3 separate regions of the Mus musculus genome follow, and regions 2 and 3 are each linked to region 1. A link is a contact called in public promoter capture Hi-C data. All regions are on one chromosome and are shown on one strand. Each heading gives the region's core, a stretch centred on a gene start, on an enhancer-like site or on the middle of the called end of the contact. The rest is flanking DNA. Distances are from core to core; before and after follow the strand shown. Region 1 holds the start of Zfp39 (zinc finger protein 39). Region 2 holds the start of B9d1 (B9 protein domain 1). Region 3 holds the start of Map2k3 (mitogen-activated protein kinase kinase 3).

Evidence for each region. Promoter capture Hi-C pulls out the DNA fragments that hold promoters and counts their contacts.
Region 2: a promoter capture Hi-C map of pre-B cells shows a contact between it and region 1, with 5 times the contacts expected there. The contact joins the promoter of B9d1 here to the promoter of Zfp39 in region 1. A contact is called at or near these places in 2 of 39 promoter capture datasets (liver and pre-B cells).
Region 3: a contact with region 1 is called in a promoter capture Hi-C map of pre-B cells, with 3 times the contacts expected there. The contact joins the promoter of Map2k3 here to the promoter of Zfp39 in region 1. A contact is called at or near these places in 2 of 39 promoter capture datasets (liver and pre-B cells).

The regions. Positions count from the first base shown.
Region 1 is chr11:58,902,745-58,906,096 of GRCm38.p6, forward strand. It overlaps Zfp39 (zinc finger protein 39), which reads right to left and starts at 1,481. Exons shown (of 5, transcript NM_011758.2): 1 at 1,371-1,481; 2 at 1-163. The coding sequence starts at 1,373. It overlaps Gm12257 (a long non-coding RNA gene), which reads left to right and starts at 1,602. Exons shown (of 4, transcript XR_879896.2): 1 at 1,602-1,771; 2 at 2,545-2,751; 3 at 3,163-3,352.
Region 2 is chr11:61,503,394-61,506,745 of GRCm38.p6, forward strand. It overlaps B9d1 (B9 protein domain 1), which reads left to right and starts at 1,751. Exons shown (of 7, transcript NM_013717.3): 1 at 1,751-1,878; 2 at 2,951-3,019. The coding sequence starts at 1,816. It overlaps B9d1os (a long non-coding RNA gene), which reads right to left and starts at 1,693. Exons shown (of 1, transcript XR_141098.4): 1 at 992-1,693.
Region 3 is chr11:60,930,321-60,933,672 of GRCm38.p6, forward strand. It overlaps Map2k3 (mitogen-activated protein kinase kinase 3), which reads left to right and starts at 1,734. Exons shown (of 12, transcript NM_008928.5): 1 at 1,734-1,951. The coding sequence starts at 1,903. It overlaps Map2k3os (mitogen-activated protein kinase kinase 3, opposite strand), which reads right to left and starts at 1,547. Exons shown (of 2, transcript NR_027800.1): 1 at 1,246-1,547.

The sequences.
Region 1 (3,352 bases), core at 231-2,730:
TTACTGGTGCCTTGTGTTTTCTTGCTCTATTCCGCTGGGTCCGTCTCCAGTAACTGTAGGTGACTGGCCTCTTCTTGTAGCTTCTCTTACGCTTTCTAGTTTCAAGACATCGACTGGGGAGTTGACTCAAGGAGTTCTCCACACTGTCAGGCTGCAAGTTCCTCTATAAAGCAATGTTGGAGATGCCATGTGAGTGACTTAGAGCCACCTCTGTGCCGGACACACTGCAACCACACATGAACTAAAGCAAAATTCAAAGGAACAACACCCCACTCTCGTCTCCAGCAAAGGAGTCACTGTCATCTTGTGCTCTTGGCAAATGCAGTGCCCCCAGTACACAATTCAAACTTTCTGCTGTCATAAAAGTAAATGCTGGAAAATGCTTCAAAACAATTGTTAGACAATATCACAACACACCAAGTACTGACACAAGCTTTGCTATACCATTTACAGTATTTATAAAAACTTAAGTTTCTTCCTTCCACATGACATAGTATTAGAAAGACACTTCCAAGAGTATCAACTTGAAACTTATAGATTCCGTGGTATATAATGTAAATTATAGCTACAGACCAGTCAAAGAGGCAGGAATTCTGACTTGTTCTACTAACTGTTTTGAGTTCTATTTGAGATTTTACGATGTTAGGGGAAATGGGGATTTTAAATGGAGTTTGAAATTTTTCTGTGCCCCATTGTAAAGAAGGGCACAGATTCTTTTGATACCCACAGCCACACTTAGGACTAACTTCCTACAACTCTGCCCCACCAGTAATGCAGGGGTTAATCTACTCATGAGGCCAGAGTCATTGGAATGTCACCTTTGGAACGGCCCTCACACAGCCAAGAGTGTGTTTTTAATGTAGGCAGCAGTCAATCCCATCGAGCTGACAGTTGGTTACCAAGTACATACACTTCACAAATAGGTGTCTCCAGAGCCATAGGGAGCAGATACATCATTACGGCAAAGGACGTGAATCCAGTGTGGAAGAGAGAGACGCTGCACGTGCTCTCTCACTACACTCTCCACACAAGCCAGTACAGTAAGAGCCTTGCTGATAATGCGGAGGCCAGGAGATGCCCCAGCCCAGGCTCACGCCACACCTCAGGCTGCTCCAGCATCCAGGGCTGTCACTGCTTGACAGTGAGACACCGGACACAGCAGCTGTGGCACCGGAGTCTGGACCAAGAGAAGAGTGCGGCTGAGGACAAGTGTCCCTGCAGAGTCAGGGAGTGTGGCGGCTCAGCCACGTCAAGACCTAGGGAGACAGCCTGTGGGCTCAGCCCTGCATAGGCCTCGCAGAGCCGAACCGCCTGCACAGGGCAAAGCGGAGGAAACCGGAACCCTGCCGGTTCCTGCGGGCAGCACTCACCATGGCGCCCCCGTCCGCCTCCGGCAGCTGACTGGCCTGAGGCACCCGGACACCCCAGCTCAACTGACCGATCAAATGTAAAGATGGCGCGAGACAAAGCCCCCGCGAACTAGCGAACCCGCCAAGGCCCGCCCCTGTGCCCGGGCTGCGCTCCTGATTGGACCGCCCCTCAGTCCCCGCCCCATCATCGTGCCTTGATTGGCCACAGATAGCACCAATCGATGACTTGAGAAAGGCAGACTACCCCAAAAAGTGGCTGCTGCGAAATATTTTCAGTTTTGTTTTGTATTTTGTTTTTCAAGACAAACCCACGCTGGCCTCGAACTCATGGCAGTCCCTCTGCCTGGGCTCCAAAGCGCTGAGATTACATGAGTTGACCGCTATGCTCCCCTTGTCCGAAGGTAAAGCTCACTCCAGGTGGATGACGAGATTAGCATTTAGTTCATTATGTGAATTATGTCATGTGAATTATGAACTGTACATAGGAATATATTATTCACAAATGTAAAGAAAACGATGACAATTATTTTTAAATTTCAAATAACGTTTTCTTGTGTATGTATGTGTGTGTGTGTGTGTGTGTGTGTGTGTGTGTGTTTTGTCTTTGATCTTTGGCCCCAGAACTTTTGAATAGAGAAGCTGACAGAAATCAAATAGAAACTATCTGTTAACGAGAATGTCAAGTACAAATAAAATGTGACACACATTGTCATTTAAATTTTCCTGGAATTCACATTGAAAAATTAATCTGACTGTATTAATAGGAAATATAAGCCCCTCAAAGAGCACCCAGTGGCCAGGCCCTGCCCCTGAGGCCCTCCAACCACTAGGCTCCACCTACAAAACGTTCTATAGGCCAAAACTGCAGGTTAAGCTCCGCCCCATAAGAAAAAAAAAAAAAACCCTTAAGCTCAGAACTTCAAATCTCACCAACCCCTGAGCTTGCCCCAAGATCCGGACTTCAAATCCCACCAATCCTCATCCTGGAAAGCTCTGTGCCCGCCCCCTTCCCCAAGAAACCCCTTAAAAAGTCCACCTCCAGCTCCGTTGCTCCTTGCTACTTCTTTCCAGAGCAGAGGCAGCTACCTACTTGTGTTTTGTCCGAATAAATCTCTTGTTGTGAGGTTTGTTGTGTGGTGTGACTTTGTGCTGTTCTTTGGCTCCCATCTGCCAGGACACTTTTCCCCTCGGAACTGTAACATTTATGGTGTCCTGACCTGAAGAGGCTCCTCCTCCTGTCTGTGCACCCCCTTGGGGTCTGAGCCATATTGGGACCCATCCTTCACCTCCAGTCCATCTGCAGCAGACTGGCGTTCTGACTCACGGATAGCTCAGCGCCTCCCCTCTCAGCCCCCCAGGCCCCATCCACCAGCGGCATTAGGTAAATTTCCCATTCGGTCAGTTCAAACACTTCCCTGAGTCTGCGGAAGTGGCTATTGAGTTATTTGGCGCCCCTCTGGTACTCTTGGAGGCAGAGGTACCCCCCCACACCCCCAGCCACGGTCTTTGAGGCTACGGCTGGCTCTCTTCACCTGCCCCCTCCTCCTGAGAGCTACAATCTTGCAGTGTTTAGGCCCACAGGAGCTATTGGGCCCCTTCCTGTCTTCTTTCCCTACCTTTCCTTCAGAGCTGATCATAAATACACAGCCCCTCTAGGGCCTCGTAGCTTTTGTGACCCTGCTTCTGATTCTTCCCTGTGGATGAGACAACTCCCCTCCCCTCCCTCTAGAGTTTAGTTCTCATCCTCACCTTTGGGCTGCTACAACAGCCCTGGTACTAAGTCTCTCCTCAGGTTTCGCCAGGCTAAGCCCCTGGCCCCTGTTGGATGTGCTGACAACCCACTTAACGACTTGGTCCTCCTGGCTTGTGTCTTCCTCTGGTCCTCCCTGAATCCTGGGGATGCTTGTGACTACAGACTACGGTGACATTTTTCCTTCCTACCCCCTCTCTTATCCATGGGAGCAGTATCGTTCGTACCCTCT
Region 2 (3,352 bases), core at 501-3,000, 2.6 Mb after region 1:
GTCCTCGAGCACTCTACAGCTGCTGGGTGAGAGCCTGGGGATGCTTTTCATTATCTTACCTCTGCAGTGATAAGGAGAATGAAACATTTTATAAAATGAGGGTTCCTTGATGAAGACTTATGGCTTCACTCATATGCCCAAACCAGGAGCATACGGTATCTCCTGCTATGGATGCCTTTAGTAACTAGATGGGAACATTCTCCTACAGGACAGAAAAGGCCTGAGAGAGTACAGGTACCAGTGACTGAAATCATCCCCAGGTTTGTTTTCTCATAGAACTCAGGATCACCAGCCTAGGGTAGCACCATCCACAGTGGGCCTGGCCCTTCTCCACCAATCACTAATTAAGAAAATGTTCAACAGGCTTACAAGCCCAATCACATGGAGGCTTTCTCAATCTTGGTTCCCTCCTCTCAGATAACTATGGCTTGTGCCAAATTGACAAAAAAACTAGCCAGCACAGACCTCTTCCTAAATGTCTCATCCTGTTGGTTTAGGACAGAAAAGCCTTATCTAATGAGTAATTTGGGGATTGAGAAGGCTTCCTTTCAGTAGCCTGTATCTTTCCAACGCTTTCAGTAAAGAACAGCAAGTGGCAGCCACCGGCTAGGAGAGAGGGGCCTAGAGCCTCTGCTTGTATGACTCTTGGCTCTAAGCTAAAAGAATTTCTTACATGCTTGCACCTCGGCCCACCTAGAACGCTGTGACCACATGCCTTTCCTCTTCCCCATAGGTGGCTTTGGGAATCCCGCCAACTGACTTCCAAGCTAACAGTTAGCGTGACCTGGTGTCATTACTGCAGGCTGAGCTCCCTAAAGTATACACATCTGCATCCGTTTGTTTCCAGGCTCCCTCATCATTAATGTGCTCTTTGATGTTTCCTTATAAGCTCTGAAAGTGAAGTCTGATTCTGCAGCTAAATTCCTGTAACGAATATGGCTAAATTACCTTCCAGGTCTGGATTTCAGTCACGCCCTCCAGAAAACTGAGATGTGTTCAATTTTATTTATTAAAGAAGTAGTTCCCAAATATTTTGCACTGGCCGGGCAATGAGGACCAGGCATTCAATGCCCCTAGAGTCGAGCTGGGGATCTAAAGGCAAGAAGCTCGCATTAAGCCACCTTGAATTGGACAGTGATAGAGTAAGTGCAGTTGAATCCAAGCACTAACAATGGTGTCTACCGAAAAGGATGCTGGTGGCTTGGGACCAAGCTCTGACATCCCTGAGCTACCAGTGATTTTCCAAAATTGGGTGACTGGTTCCGTGGGCTCCAGCTTCTCATGCAGGACGCGGGACTTGGACAAATGGAGTCTCCGGGTTTCGATGACAAGAGCCTCATAGGGCTGAAGGGCGCATTCTTCACCTGAGACAATGTGCTGGGTGATGCCCGCTGGACCACTCCCGCGCACCAAGCCTTCCAACGATGGCGTCTTTGCCGTCGCTGTGTGTGGCAACAGCGACACCACCTGGAGAGAGGTAACTCTAGCACGTGACTTTCCGCGGGCCTGAGTGCCGGTGCTGCTTCTTCTCAACATCCAGCTTTGCAGCCTGCGAGCTTCAAGCATGGCCAGACGAGTGAAGTCACACAGTGCGGGTCCGTGGACCCGCCCCTGGGGGTTAGGTTCCGCGCGACAGACACGGAGGACAGTGCCCAAAGCCATAAAGACTACTGCGCCTGCGCACTCTTACCTTTGAGCGAACTCGTCACCGCTTGAGAAATTTGTCCTAGACGACTTACCGTCTGTTTCCAAGACAACCGAGAGCCTCCTGGCAACAGCGCGCGGCCTGCGCCGGTCTCCCGGCCCATCAGTGCAATGGCTGCAGCAAGTCCCAGCGTCTTCCTGCTCATGATCACCGGGCAGGTAGAGAGCGCACAGGTAAGCAGTCGTGGACTCCGCCCGGGGACGGCCTGTTTCTCTCCCCGGGCTCTTCGCTCAGCTCCTAGAAAGCCAAGATGCTCTGAGCATCTCAAATAAATGGAAAGGAGAAGCAGCATTTGAGAACCTTGGCTCCAGGTAGATGAACCGGACAAGCTTGAGTGAAAACAGACCTCGAGGCGTTCAGCTGGTACCACTTGGATCCTGTTTACTTGGTTGAGTGGTGGCCTAGGACTAATGGGACTGAAGACTCAGCTGATCCATTTAACAGCTGGGAACTTACCGGAAGGCAGTGGCCAAGGTGGGATTTGACCCGGTCCGTCTAAGAGACAGAACTTTGCTACATTATTCTTCTGGGCTGCTTGTTGAAAATGCCCATTATTCCTACATATTCTGAGGTTTGGCTGACATGCTTTAGGTTCTGCCAAGTCTGAAGCTCAGTAGGTGTTCCTGCCTTCCCATTCATTGGTACTGCGTCCTCCCTGTTTTCCTCTATCCGATTAGAGGATGTCTGGGCTGCTTACTCTGGACACCTTCCTTGGCGTCTGCCCTGGGCCTTCCTTTCTCCGGGACCCTCAGTTTTAGCCATGTTCTTTGGCCCTGTAGCTTCTGGGTTTCACGTGAGCATCATTTCTGTAGAGCTAATTTGTGCCCAGCACTGGAGATGCGCTGAGGCATGAAACCTGTTCCTTCTTCAGTCTAACAGGGTTATCAGATAGACATTAGGTACCCACATGCAGAAATGCAGAGAAGTGAAGGGAGCCAAGCAATGATCCTTAAGCCAGCTAGAGACTGAAGGGGAACTCTGAAAGATGGGCAAGGGGCCTACCACATGTGGACTGAGAAAGACAAGACAGAAAGTAGACCCTGAGCAAAATAACCTACGGGTATTGGCAGTCTGGGACTAAGCCTGACTTCCTGATTTCCATTCCCTGCCCGCCCTGAAACCCATGTCCACCTCCTCAGTCCCAGATGCCTCGTGTTCCTAATTCCTGTCCACTGCATCTGCCTAGCTAATGTGTGGGCCCAGTTTGCCCTTTCTAGACAGAATCCTGTATACTTTTTCTCTCAGTTTCCAGAGTATGATGACCTCTACTGCAAGTACTGCTTTGTGTATGGCCAGGACTGGGCCCCAACAGCGGTAAGTTGGACTCATGGGCCTCCTCTGGTTAGAGCTTTGGTGATTCCTGAATCATACCCTTCTATTCGAGACCAAGAGGTAGACACTAAGGTCAGAGATGACCTAAACATTGCATTTGTTTTTGGGGGAAAGCTAGTTTATAGAATACAGTCACTACTGGGTTCGCTGGTGTACCCCTGGAGTCTGTTAGTGGCAGCTGAGAGGGACAAGTAGCAGCCTAACCAGGCAGGCTCTGGAGAACCACCTGCCAGTGGCTTTGGACAGCATCAGCCAATACCCCCACCTGAAAACAAAACATGGCCCCTTCTCAGGCAGCAGAAAACAACCAGGAGC
Region 3 (3,352 bases), core at 484-2,983, 2.0 Mb after region 1:
AGTGTGTGCTCAACCAGTGAGTTGCTCCCCACACACTAGGTTTGGACCACCCCCTTTCTTCAACTCACAGTCACATGCTAACACAGGCTGAACCCTTCCCATCCCCAACCTCAGCTTTCCTTAGAGGGGTCTGCTCTCCCGGGAGTCAGAGTAAGAGATGGCCTGCTGGGATCTGAGTCTAGTGCTCTGGCCAGTTTCTGAGTGGTCATGAACTTCCCCCAGCTAACTGTGACACTTAGGGACAGGAGGGTAACAGATGCTGTTGGCAGAGGTGGCCAGAGAGAAAAAGTCTTCCATCATGCCCCTCATTCCAGCAGCTGACTGGCTTGCTGGTGCAGCCTAGCCTGGCTTCCTGAGCAGGTCTCCACTCCCTGCCCTGGCCTTTCTGTTTCTTCCAAGGATGGTCTCTTACCTCTCTTTCTGATGACTAGTCCAGGAAGGTCACCTTCTTTGACCCCACCCAGGTGAGGCAGGGCCTCTTAGGACTCTTGTATCTATTTATAGCACCCCACATGGAGTCTGTGATCCCTGGGCTGTTTGTCAAGTTCTCTGACTAACCCATTAAACTCCTCCTGTTTGAGGGCCTTGTCTGAGTCACCCTGGTGCCCAAGAGCCTGGCACGGGACTAGTCACTTTACCCATGTCTGTGGCATGCTTTTCCTACTTCCTCTGTTCATTCCTTAAATATTTCTTAGGCACCTACTATGTGCATGGCTCTGGGCTAAGCCTTGGGATTCAGCAGAGGATGAGACATTCAGGATTCCTAATGGGGAGGGGCACGTGGCACGGGAGGAGGGCTGCGGTAGAAATCAAATATGCAAGCCAGGCATTCGGGGCCTGAGTGTTGGCCAGAGAGCTAAGACTTACTCCAGCTCCGACTGACTCCTTGACCTTGTGCTTCTTGCCCTCACTAGACCTGACTTTCCAATCGACCCCAGAGATTCCTGGTTAGTGTGAGGACAGAGGCTCAGCGACCGACGGCCGAGATGGAACCCCAGTCAAGGCTGGCAAAAGGTATTTCAGTGTTTGGAATGACACTTTGTTTAATCGGAGACTACTCCCCAGCCCGGAGAGTGGAGCTGCTATAATGTTACAACCAGTTACTTTGTCACTAGGCAAAGGTTAGCCACTGAATTCCCCGCTCCCTAGGTGCTGGCGTGCCAGGTGCTTGTAGAGGCTGGACTTAAACGCGTGCTCGTTCAGCAAGGCGCAGTAAACTCTTTCCCACAGTCGGTGAACACTCACCTGGCACGCGCCCGCCGTGGGATCGCTCTTTTCCTGCTGCCCTAGGAGGCAAGCCGGTGGTCGCCGCTCTCTTCAGGGGAGCACATGGACGCTCATCCTCGGTATGGCTCAGCCATTTAGGAGTCTAGTCTCACTCAGGGAACACTTTTAACCCCACGGAGCACATCGGCCCTGCCCTGCCCCCCTAGAGATCTTGGGATTTTCCAGATTGCGACCCGCACACGCTGTGCCATAGGGGGGCACAGGCTGGGGCACCCAGGACCACGCCAGCACAATCCCCCGAGTGGGTAGGGCAGTCATCTAGACGGCAAGAGGGCGGAGCCGAGCTGTACTAAGGGGAAAGCTGGGTTGGATTCCGGCTCTTGGAGGGTGGGGTTTGTGCGTGACAGTCCGGGCGGCGTCTGATAGGCTGGGGCCTTTTCAGGCGGGCCAATCAGTACGATGGGCGGGGCCTGCGTGGCGCCGTCGGCAGGCGTCCGGCGCTGCCCAGTGTGGCTTTGGCGCCGCCCGCCTCGGACGCTTGGAACCGTCGCGTCTGTGTCGCCTGTCGCCCATCGCCTGCCGCCGCTGCCAGCCACCAGCAGCCATGAGCGCGCCCGGCCCCGGTGTAGTCTGCTGTCCTCTAGATTAGTGCTCTCCGCCGCGACGGTCCGCAGCATGGAGTCGCCCGCCGCGAGCCCGCCGGCCAGCTTGCCTCAGACCAAAGGTAGGCTCTCCCGCCCTGTTGCGCGGCCCGTGCCACATTCAATTTGAGTCCGCCCGTGATCCTGGGCTCCCTTCCGGGCTGGGCACAGACGTCTGCACTCCAACCCAGGACTGGGTCCAGCCCAAGCCCGGGACCTCACGGGACCTTATTGGAATCCGGATCTTAGGCCGTGGGACTTCACCCAGGCAGGACCTAGTTCTCGCTCCACTCCCAAGTCTGTAGCCTCACCGTGAGCTCCTCATTTAGGCTTCCGGGCTTCATCCTGGACTCAGGGATTTCAGTGATCCCTGCTAGAGGGTCTTTGGGCTGCTCTAGCCCTCTCAGGCCAGGCTCTTGGATTTTGTCCAGGCTGGAATTTACTCTGGGCCCCAGGGCTGTGTTCCCAATGCCGGAAACCTGTCTACTCAGAGCTCCTCCACTCTTCCAACTCCTTCCATCCTTGTGAATCCTCCTTTGCCCCATGTCTTGCTGGCCTGCTCACTGGCTGCCTGCACTCCTCCCTAAGGCTGTCCCTGTAGAACTTCCTGGCGTCTCCACTTCGCAGCTCTGCCCATGCTACCTGCTACTCAGTTGCAGTCTTCTCACTGAGTTTCCCGAGCTGACCGATTCTTGCACCTAGTGTTTCTTAGTCTGCTCTTAGACGTGCTGTTTGGTCCTTGGGCTAGCAGCAGGCCAGGGGCTGGCTGTGCAAAGCTTGTCCTTCTCCAATTAACTGTCTTTCCTGGAAATTTCTGTGAGGTGGCAGTGGTGCTGCGTGGGCTGCAGCAGCAGCATTTGTCATGGGAAGTGAGGGGGACAAGATTTGGAGGTCAGAATGCTTTTTTTTTTTCTCCAGGAAGAGAGAAGGATGTTTTTTTTTGACATGTCAGAGACTCAGTAGGGTTGATCTGCAGAAAAGATTTCCAAGCTGGACCTGGAGATATGAATGGGTTGACCCTCTGAATTCTGAACTGCTTCACCTGGCTAGTCTCTGGGCATGTCTAGGACTTATTAATGAAATGGATATTAGGGGCGTGATGTGAGATTGAATGTAGAGTGGTTTGAAGCAAGCACGTCTGAGATGATCGAGAACCCAGCATAGCGCCCAGCACATAGTAGGTACCCAGGGGCAAATAGTTGTTGCACTTCCTTGACTATCTCCAGCTTTCCTGCTGCAACGCTGGGCCCAGTTTTGGATTGCAGCTGCAGAGCACAGAGGACAGGGATGGCGGGCACCTAAGAGGGTACTTGTGCAGTGGTGGCCTTCTCTCCTTCTGACCTAGGAAACCTCAACCTCAGGAGTCCTGGTCCTGGTCAGGTTGTCCTGAGCAGGCGGGGGCCTTTTGGGTCCCCTACAGCTGGCTTCCATGGCCCTGCAGGAGCCTAGTGGACGGGGTAATTGCATCTTACATAAGTGGGAGG